2 separate regions of the Zea mays genome follow, and region 2 is linked to region 1. Evidence: chromatin contacts called from public Hi-C data. All regions are on one chromosome and are shown on one strand. The core of a region is the stretch at or near the end of the contact, and the rest is flanking DNA. Distances in the headings are between cores, read along the strand shown. Region 1 holds the start of LOC103634565 (ubiquitin-conjugating enzyme E2 32-like). Region 2 holds the start of LOC103634567 (DEAD-box ATP-dependent RNA helicase 24).

Evidence for each region. Hi-C and Micro-C count contacts between places; a contact is called where the count stands out from the background.
Region 2: a Hi-C map of leaf shows a contact between it and region 1, with 4 times the contacts expected there. The contact joins the promoter of LOC103634567 here to the promoter of LOC103634565 in region 1. A contact is called at or near these places in 2 of 25 Hi-C or Micro-C datasets (leaf and tassel).

What each region holds. Positions count from the first base shown.
Region 1 is chr1:49,422,238-49,427,276 of Zm-B73-REFERENCE-NAM-5.0, reverse strand. LOC103634565 (ubiquitin-conjugating enzyme E2 32-like) reads right to left here and starts at 2,741. Exons shown (of 5, transcript NM_001347211.1): 1 at 2,473-2,741; 2 at 1,953-2,084; 3 at 1,784-1,868; 4 at 500-663; 5 at 1-416. The coding sequence starts at 2,586.
Region 2 is chr1:49,575,348-49,580,433 of Zm-B73-REFERENCE-NAM-5.0, reverse strand. It overlaps LOC103634567 (DEAD-box ATP-dependent RNA helicase 24), which reads right to left and starts at 3,465. Exons shown (of 5, transcript XM_008656725.3): 1 at 2,595-3,465; 2 at 291-1,519; 3 at 60-96. The coding sequence starts at 3,168.

The DNA of each region.
Region 1 (5,039 bases), core at 1,492-3,991:
CCATTGATTTTTAAGAATTTCTTGATCACAAGTGCCATAATAGCAAGAGTCAGCCCAAATGCGGCCAAGGTCAACAGCCTGTCATGATTTGGCTTCTGGATCGCAACAGCAGGATTCTGGTGAGACGAACTAACTCTTGGAATGTTCTCTCTGTGGCTTGCTTCAGGCACATGATGGTTGGCAACCTCAACTGCTGAGGTTTCACCAGTGTTTTCTGTAACCCCCGATTCAGATTCAGGCACAGGAAGGCCACTAGACGAGTCTGATACAGAACCAGATGTGTTGTCACCTTCATCTACCTTGTCTGCATGCTCGCCAGAAGGGTCAGATGCGGGTAATTCGTTAGACTCCTCGTTTGGCACATTTGGTAGCGTTTGGGGGACAGGAGGAGCCTTACTGAGCATTTGCTCATGGATCTGTGGTTGAAACAGTCCATTGTCAAAAGATACAGAAATGGTAAACATTTTTTGAGCCTGAGGTTGGACTAGAAATTACTTACCTCATCAATTAGTTTTTGTCGTTCTGGGGACCCAAATTTTGGCGGTGCTTCACGTGATTTTATACCAAGTGCCCGTCTATCTTCCTTTTTGTAATCCAATGAGCCCAATGCCCCACCAGGGTTGGTTGGCATGAATGCAATCAAGGCCACCAACGCTGTGCGCACTGCAACAAGATTTGTTTAGTTTAGCACTTAAAAGTTAAAAATTATGTGAACACAAAATCATGAAAACAATCCTTTCCACATTGGACAACCAAATACAATTCCTAATGATTTGCAAATACAGCACCAACCTATTTGCAAAAAAGCGTATGAAATTAATATATATCAAATTTATTTGGTCCATTTCCAAATTATAGTAAGTGAACCAGAAAAAAAACTGTTCCAAATGAAATGCAAATAAACTAAAAAACTGCTATTGACAAATGTTGAATTAAAAATCAAAAGTCAAAAACATTGTGCTCTTATAGACTGGATCATACTAATTTAGTGAATGTACAGCATAATCAAACATGCATTTGGTGGTTGTTTGATCTGCTCCCAAGAAAAGCTGCTCAGTGCCCCAGTGCATGCATCAACCCCAGGCATCCGATTTCAGGCAGAGCCAGGATTGCTGCCTAGCAGGGAGTGAAGAACACAAGCCTTATAGTTCCCAACTAAAAGTCTAAAAGTAAACATTACATAGAAAGTAAATGTTCCTCCTTTGGCCTGGCCAAGCAGATAAGTACTTGCCCCAGAACGATTTCTTAGGAACCAAAGAATCATTTTCTTCCGCACCATGAAAAAATGGTGCCAACACATGAAAGAGTACCAAGTTACTGCTACGTCTTGCTATAACAAAAGAAAGGAGTTCAAAGCATGCATGAGCAAAGAAAAACAAGACAACAGAAGACTTCTATGAACTGTAATGTTGAAGCACATACACACACATGATGCCTCTCAAGTAACGGCCTGATGGCACTGAAAACTGCCCACCAAAAAAGCATTGCAGACTTGAATACTCTCAGAAGCAAACCAACTGTTCAACCCTAGCATTCATATATTCATCTTAAGAATGAAGAAATGCATGTTTACTTTTGGCCTAGCCATAAGGCGGGTACTTGGCCTGATGGAAATCCAAAGACCAAAAGAAAAGAAATTTATTTTGCACCAAGCTCATATAGCCCACAAAATTATATACGAGTGGACGATGAATAATGTTGCTTTTCAGCTTACTAGAGGGGCCCATTAGCAAACAGAGCACTTGAGCAGTCATTTATAAACAAATGATGAAAGGTTACTCACCACTCCATGATGGCTGCCAGTGCTCAGGGTGATAATTGGATATGCTCAAACAAATCTTCTTCTGAATCTCAAAGCGTCCACTTGGCTTCAGCACATAGTGAAGTCAGCAATGGCTCACAAACACGTTAGTGAGATAACAGATGACAATTAGAACATAAATACTACATACCGTGAGTAGCATGAAGGACGGCGGCTTGAATGGATAATCCGAGGGAAGCTGGATCCTGCCATGATAGATTCCACCCTCAAACTCGCTGTCTCTCGGGCCAAGGATAGCAAATTGCCACTCGAAGATGTCTTCCTGGTCAAATGCATGTAAGTGAACCTCTTAGTAATAATTATTATACATAAGAAGCTTAGCAGTGAATCAAATTGGCATATTGAGTCTCATTGCAAAAAAAAAAAAATATTCCCTTCATTCGGAGATAAAATTTAAAACATACCCCACTTGATCCTCAACTACTACAGCAGCAAGTTCCTACTGCTAATTGATCGTATTAGCAGTTTAATTAACAGATCTAGAAAAAAACGCAAGCGAACCGGTCAACAAATTATCGAGACCCTAAAACGCCGAACACCGCAATAGAAAAAATACAATCAATAATCAATCGACATTCGATTAAGGCATGAATAAGATCAGATCGGACAAATTTCGTTATTATAGTGAGCGATAGGGTTGAGATTGGGACCTCGAGGGGGAGGGCCATGAAGTCGGGTGAGGGGTTGGACTGCATCTCCTTAACCTCCTGCAGGATCCGCTTCACTGCCGGGTTGCTTCGGTTGTACTTAGCCATGGTCTCCATCACTGCCTCCTCAGGGAACCCTCTATCCTCGCCGCGGCCGCCGTCTACCGACGCAAGGGTTGGGCAGCCAAGTTGGGAATGGAATAGAAGAGAGAGAGGACGAGACACAACGAGAGGTAGCGGAAGCGCGTGAGGTAGCGAGTGGCGACAGCCACTGGCCCACAGCCGAACAGCTTTTATATATATATATATATATATATATATATATATATATATATATATATATACTGTTATTATATATTACACCTGAGTGTATTCAATATAGAGAATGCACCCAGACGCAACCTACGCGCCCATGTGCACATGGTCCGACCCAACCTATCCACACAGCCGAACCGACGCAGCGGAACCGATATTGTGCCTTTTCACTTACCCGCGCCCGACTGCGCCTTTTTTCCACTTTCCTGGCCCTCCGCGTACGGCTCAATCCATTCTCTTCCCCGGCGACCTAGCCCTCACCGTAGCCGTTGTGCGCTCGCTCCCGTTCCCGTCTTCGTCCATCCCGCATGCTCCCGCACGCTCCCGCTCGTTCCCAGCTCCGGCCCCCTCCACACTTCTCCGCGAACGGATCCTCCGCTCCCGTCAGAATCGTTTGCTCGCCTGAGTCGTAGACCGCGAACGTCGACGTAGCCCGCGCCGGAGTAGTTTGCGCCCGCGACCGCCGTGTAAGCGCATCCGATCTCTCTCCCATTTCTCTGTCCCCATTTTTTGGATTTGTTTTGTTATTTTCGGTAATAGACAGGTAAACCCCATTTTTTCCCCAAGTGTTGCAACTAGTATTATTCGTTGATTGGAATTATTAATTGTTGTATTCTAGGTTATAATCTAGGTTAATGCGGATACATTTCATTTTTGAACAAGCAGTTTGTGTTCTAGGTTATAATCTCAGATGTTTCCACTTTTATTGTAACTGCAGTGTACCTTTTGTTGCAACTGGTCCATGACATAAGTTGCAACTGTATAATTTTTACTTTCAGACCACATACATCATTACTGTCTTTTATAACAGTGCTCGTATATAACTAGTTATTTGTTTAAATTCACTGTTGCAACTGTCCCAGTAGTAATTTTTTTAGCAGTCTTGTTGCAACTGGCTTATGTCGAATGTTGCAATTCTGTCCCAGTACTAATGTATGTGTGCAGCATTAGTGTGTATTGCAACTATTTTTTGTTCCTATTTTTGTACTGTGTGTTTTAGTTTGTTGATTAGCAATTTTTGGTTATGAGATCTGTACCATGTGTCTGTGCCCTCATGTTTTTTGCATTCCCATTTTTTCAGTGTTTTTTATAATGGATCAAGATCAGAATGTATCAGGCCAGCAAGGCGCTCATGCTGTCCGTCGCTCTCCCCGTGTTGAAAACAAGAGAAAGCAATTAGATAAAAATGAATTAAAGGAAAGGAAGAAGAGATTAAGGTTGAAAGTCCCTCCTATACAAGACGCCGAAAGTGATGATGAAAAAGACACAGAGTTTGTTCCTGGTGGCGATGGGTCTGGTGATGACAATGTTGGTATTGTTGGTGGAGATGAAAATAAGGGTATAACTAAGACACGAGCTATTCGATGCTCACCTGGGAAGTTTATAAAGCTTGTGAATTCTCTATCTGATGAATTGAAAAGTGAAGTGGTTGCTAAGGGGTTTGGCGGCCTGCTTAGATTCAAGCCACATTTATTGTCGAGAAAGTTGCTTAGCTGGCTGATGCGGAAGCTTAACCCAGAAACAATGAAATTAGAGATTGATGGTGGGAAAGAGATTCAAATCACCGAACACAGTGTTTGGTGTGTTTTGCAGTTACCAAACGTTGGCAGTGATCCGCCCCCCATGTCTGATGCAGATGCTCGTGCCTTGCGGGACGAGCTGGGGGAGCAAATTTGTGGGAAATCTTATAGACGCATATCTGGCATCAATATATCTGTTATCACTGATAGATTGCAGAAGAGGACTCTCAATGGGGAGCTGGGCCTGAGAGCCTTTTTCATGGCAGCATTTCAGTGTCTTCTATTCTCCAATACTGACACTCGCATCAGGATTGATGATGTGAAGTACACTCAGGACATCCAGAACATGGGCAACAAGAACTGGTGCAAAGCTGTAGTAGACAGGATGAGCATAGCTGCTCGTCTTTATAGAAAGGATTTTGCGGAGAAAGGCATTAACGCACCCATCAGTGGATGCGGGATCTTTGTAGCTGTAAGCTCAACACACACATTCAATTTTTGCCCTTGCAACTTACTCTTCCAATTACACAAGTAGTAATTTTTTATGTTTACTGTTACAACTGTCATATGTTACAAGTTGCAATTTGAGGGCATTTTTTTTATGATAACTTAGTTCACACATTCACATGTATTTTGTAATTTATGTTGTTCATAAAGTAGCAATAATTTTAGTATGAGGCTATTTCAACTGGCTTATTGCACCTGTGCCAATTTGGTTTACTTTTTTTCATTATA
Region 2 (5,086 bases), core at 2,216-4,715, 150 kb before region 1:
ATAAATGACTCGTCTAGATCACCAGATTCCTGCTCTGTAAATAAGTAAGCAGGACCTACCTTTCCTGGAGTCTCGTTTTGCTCTGAATCTTCCATCCTGCAATCACAGCAGTTTCAGAAAAAAATATGGGATTATTTTAATTGCAAAAGAACTGAAATTAATGAGATAGTATCTACATTGCTGCAAACATCAAGTTTGCATAACATTGTATTTAGCTAGAATTCCATGCAAATCTAGAGCTTACTATGCAAAGCAACACTAAAACAAAAAAAATATATCAATAAGCTAACCTTCATAGCCAGATCCATGAGTTCATTGGGTACATCCTGGCCAGCAGCAATCAAACTGTGAACCAGTTCACCAGCAAAATGTGCCTCCTTCTGTGTAATCAGAGTATATGCAGTGCCATCTTTATCGCCAGCACGACCAGTTCTTCCAATTCGGTGAATATGCATATCCATCTCTTTTGCAATATCAAAGTTGACAACTGTTTTAATCGATTTGATGTCAAGACCTCGTGCAGCAACATCAGTTGCAACCAGAACATGAAATGTCCCAGATTTGAACTTCTGCAGGGTCTCCATACGAGAAGCTTGATCCTTGTCGCCATGAAGCGCAGCAATTCTGAATCCTCTCTGATTCAACTCTTTCTCTATCTCGTCCACTCTAGCCTTTTTAGATGCAAATACAAGAACATCTCCATCATCAATCATTCCAGGCAATTTCCCCAAAAGCCAAGGCATTTTCTCAACATCAGAAGGGAGTACATTAACAACTTGTTTAATGTCTTCATTAGCACCGCCAACTTGACCAACTGTAACTCTAATAGGATCAGTTAATATTTCTCTTGCCAAACGCTCTACTTTGTATGGCATTGTTGCAGAAAAAAGTAAAGTTTGTCGATCTGGTCTAATTTGACCAACAATGGATCGTATTTGTGGCTCAAATCCAAGATCGAACATTCGATCAGCTTCATCAAGAACCAGATAAGTTGCCCTGAACATCTTCAATGCCTTCATCTTCAGCAAGTCTATTAATCTCCCTGGAGTTGCAATGACTATTTCACAACCTGCTTTCAGTTCTTTAAACTGGTCAAATTTGGAAACACCACCATATATAGCAGCAACTCGAAGGTTGTAAGGCTTTGCAAACTTCTTAGCTTCGAGATATATCTGATGTGCCAATTCTCTTGTTGGAGCACAAATGACTCCTATTGGACCTTCTTCTTTCTCAAGCTCAGGCTGATCCATAATATGAACAATCATAGGGAGCACAAAAGCTGCAGTTTTACCAGAGCCAGTTTTTGCAATACCAATGATATCTCTCCCTGAAAGTACAATAGGTAAAGCCTGGCACTGAATTGTAGTTGGTTTTTCATAAGCTTGTTTGGCAATAGCATTCATTAGAGGTACATGAAACCCACAATCCTCAAAGTTTTTTATTGGCCTCGGCACATCAAAACCAGAAACACGAATTGACAAACTTTTCATATAATCTGTTACCTCTTGGTCACTCATACCTATAAGGGAAAAAAAAGAATTTCAATACATCATAACTCATCATAAACATCGAGAAGCAGCAATCTGTGTGGGCCGTAAACAAATCATGTAGCATGCTGGTTGTCACAACATCAATCATGATGAAAATTGCAAAGCTCCAATGAACCACCAACCAAGTGGTTTGAAACATTTGGCAATTTGGTCATAAGAGTCGTAAAAAAGAGCAGATGTCAATTACATAAGCATCAGAAACAAAAGGAAGTAATAGCCGACCTAGTCAAATTTTCCCCTATAAAAAGGACTATATATATATTTTTATCTCCAGCACCGAACTAGAAGAACGCAATTAAAACAAGGAACAATTGGATCTATACCATTAAAAGATCCAAACTTTAGATATATACCATGGACCCCACATGTCATTGACTCATGTGGACCCACATGTAAGTGAGATAGTAATGGTATGGATCCAAAGTGGTGATCTTTTAATGGTATGGATCCAAATTTCCCTTAAAACAAATGTGGACTTGGAACAACATGGCCTCACTTCCATGCAACACAACATAAGTTAAGATTGCACCACCGAACGGAGCATCCAACCCAACGTATACTATGTCCATCACATAATTTACTAAGCTATAAGTACAAAGTAAAATAACTGGCTGCATATCTTCCACAAGGTAGAATTAGGGTCTGTTTGGTTGTATTGTGGCTGTGAAAAAAGCTGTTGTGGGCTGTGAGCTGTGAGAAAAGCTGCTGTGGGCTGTGAGCTGTTAAAAAACTAAAAAATGTTTGGTGGAAACCACTAAAAGTCGCTAAAAGTTTTTCCATATATATTTTCACAGTTCCATCCAAAAGCCGCTAAAAGCAGGTCTAGAGGTGCTTTCAAGTTTTGCACTGCAAGAAAGTCGGCTTTTAGAAAAAGCTGCTTCCTAGATCCAGCCCTTTGGTTTGGCTTTTGGCTTTTAGGGGTAAAAGCCAAATCTAAAAGCCAAACCAAACACACCCTTAAAGCAGCTCAAACGTGTAAGCTACAAGGAACACCCCCTACATGTTAGATAGTAGAATCATAGGTCTAGGTACCAAGTGCTTCACCTGAAATCGATGGCTTCTCCTCGTAGAAATCTTTTGTGAAGGCGTCATACTCAATGGTCGAGTGATCGAGTGCTGGTATGGGCTCTATTTTCTTCTTGTCGATGACTATGGGGTTGTCATCAGAGTCGTATTCCATCATGCCGGCGTCGACGGCCTTGGCAGCGGCGTAGACCTCCTCATCGGAGTCGTAACCAGCGCGCATGACGTCGGCGGCCAGCGTGAGGCCAGCGTCCTTCTTGGCCCGCAGGAAGCTCTCGACGGGGTCATCCTCGTCATCGTCGGAATCCGTGCGGCGAAGCGCCTCGGGCTTGGGCGGCGGGGGCGGCGCACGGATCTCCTCCTGGATCTCGGCCATGAAGGCGTCGAGCGGGTCCATCTCCTCCTCATTCTCGGCCTTTCCTTCTACCGCGGTGCTGGCTTGGGCATCTGAGGGGGCGTCGTCGGAGAAGGCGATGTCGTCGAGGTCTGGGTCATCGGTCGGACGGTAGAGCCGCTGCACGGACTGCGAGCGCTCGAAGTTGTAGGAGGTGGGCCGCGGGATGCTGAAACCCTCGAGCTTCGGCCGCTTCGACATAGCACCGACGAACGGGGCCGGAGGTGGGGCCGGGGCGAGCTAGGGTTTGCGAGCCGGGTGTGACGGAGGAAGACGATGGCAGCGCAGAATTGGCGCCGCTCGGCTTGCTGGGTGGCGGTGGCGGTCTCGCGGACTCGTCGCTCCGGTCTCCGGAGAGACTGGGCCGTGTAGGCTGTGCTGGATGAATGTAGGCCTTGCCTTGGACCAAATGTGCCCGAGGCCCCGTGGGTCGTTGGTCGTCATGGTGTGGCCCGTCTCTTTTAGGCCGGTTCCACCATCCCTCTATCGGCCATGTCACATCAGCAACGACTAGCAGTTACAGCCTCAACTTATAGGCCCTGTTTCGCACAGCTGCTGCTTATTGAAAAAGCAGCTTATCTGAGAAGCTGGTGAACAGCAGCTTCTGCTTGTTGGCTGCTTTTAGTGTATTCTGAGAAGCAGCTGAACTGATAAGCTGCTGCAGAAGCTGACTGTTTGGCAGAACTTCTGCTTAAATTTGTGAAGAAGCTGAAAATAAGTTGTGCCAAACAGGGCCATAGAGTCATAGCCACATCATCTTTTTATTTCAAAATTAACTATTCATACTGATTTATTCCGACATCTAAAAATCACACAACATATTTTTTATTGAATTAAAAATTATGTATTACATAATACTTAAAATAAAATAGTGTGTGAAATGAGCTTCAACTAAGTGAGAGTATTTATAAATGGACTAAGAATGAAATTTATGTTTTTTGTACAAAAAATTGAATTTTTGGACTCCAAACAATCACCCTAATACATGTGGCAGTGACGTGGATGGCATCGACCAATCAGAGGTCACCAATTCACTTTCGCCTCACTACTCTCGCCCGTCCACACCCATTCCAACGCATCGCCCCGCTATCGCCCGTCTCTCACTTCTCTACCGCTCCAATCTACTATCCAATGCGGGCTAGAGCGAGGCGATATGCACACTGTCACCGGGCTCCCACCCTCTCGCCCGTCTCCCGTCCATCACATGTTGTGAGATGTCCACTCTTGCCTCTACTCTAGCCTTCATTGGCACTAGCCTTATGACTGTAGATGTGGCCCGTCTAGAGCATCTCCAAACACATAACAAATAACAAGCTAAAAAACAATATCTTTTTATATAATATGGTGGAATTAGAACAGAGGACAGGGCAGAGGACAGGGCACACGAGTAACCTTTGTTCTAATAAAACACAAAAAATATGTGTTATGTTGGTTCTGGGTGTGAATGTGGAGCTAACTACTAAGGTTCAAACCCCACTTATGCATAATTCTACCTTATTTTTGTGTAAAGCGGGAAGAGACTACTGTTGAATCGTGGAAATTGGTGCTTTATGTAGTAGAAAAAGATATAATGTCTCGAACAAATCTAGGTTATTGAATTTTTAAATAATGTCTCAAATAACTAAACAAACATTAAATAATTATATAAAAAGAAAAGGAATCGCTTGAGATTCTCCTAATGAGTAATGACATCAGAAATCTCGAGCATGGGCTCTCCTTTCTTTCTCCCTACCTAGATGTCAGTGACAAATATGCGACGACATGTGGCACCGAAGCTCGTCTTTTGATGTTGTCTCCAAGGCTCCACGCATCCCTTAACTAGACATGCGTGGAGCATTGTCCCCCAAACACCTCCAATGGTTCCCCGTAGAAAGCTCCCTACATACGAAGGAAAGAGTGATTCCCTCGCATATGTGCAGCATTGTGCAGATCATCTGAAGCCACGTGTGAAGCTTTCACGAGGGGGAGCAACAGCGTTGGTCAGAGAAGAACTCAAGCAACAGTGGGACTAGCAGAGTCGAGCGAAGGGGGTGGACAGCGAGGACACCACCGGTGCAGTTGGAGGTCCGACATTTTTGTCACTTATTGTCGGGGACCATAATTAGGGGTACCCTCAAGA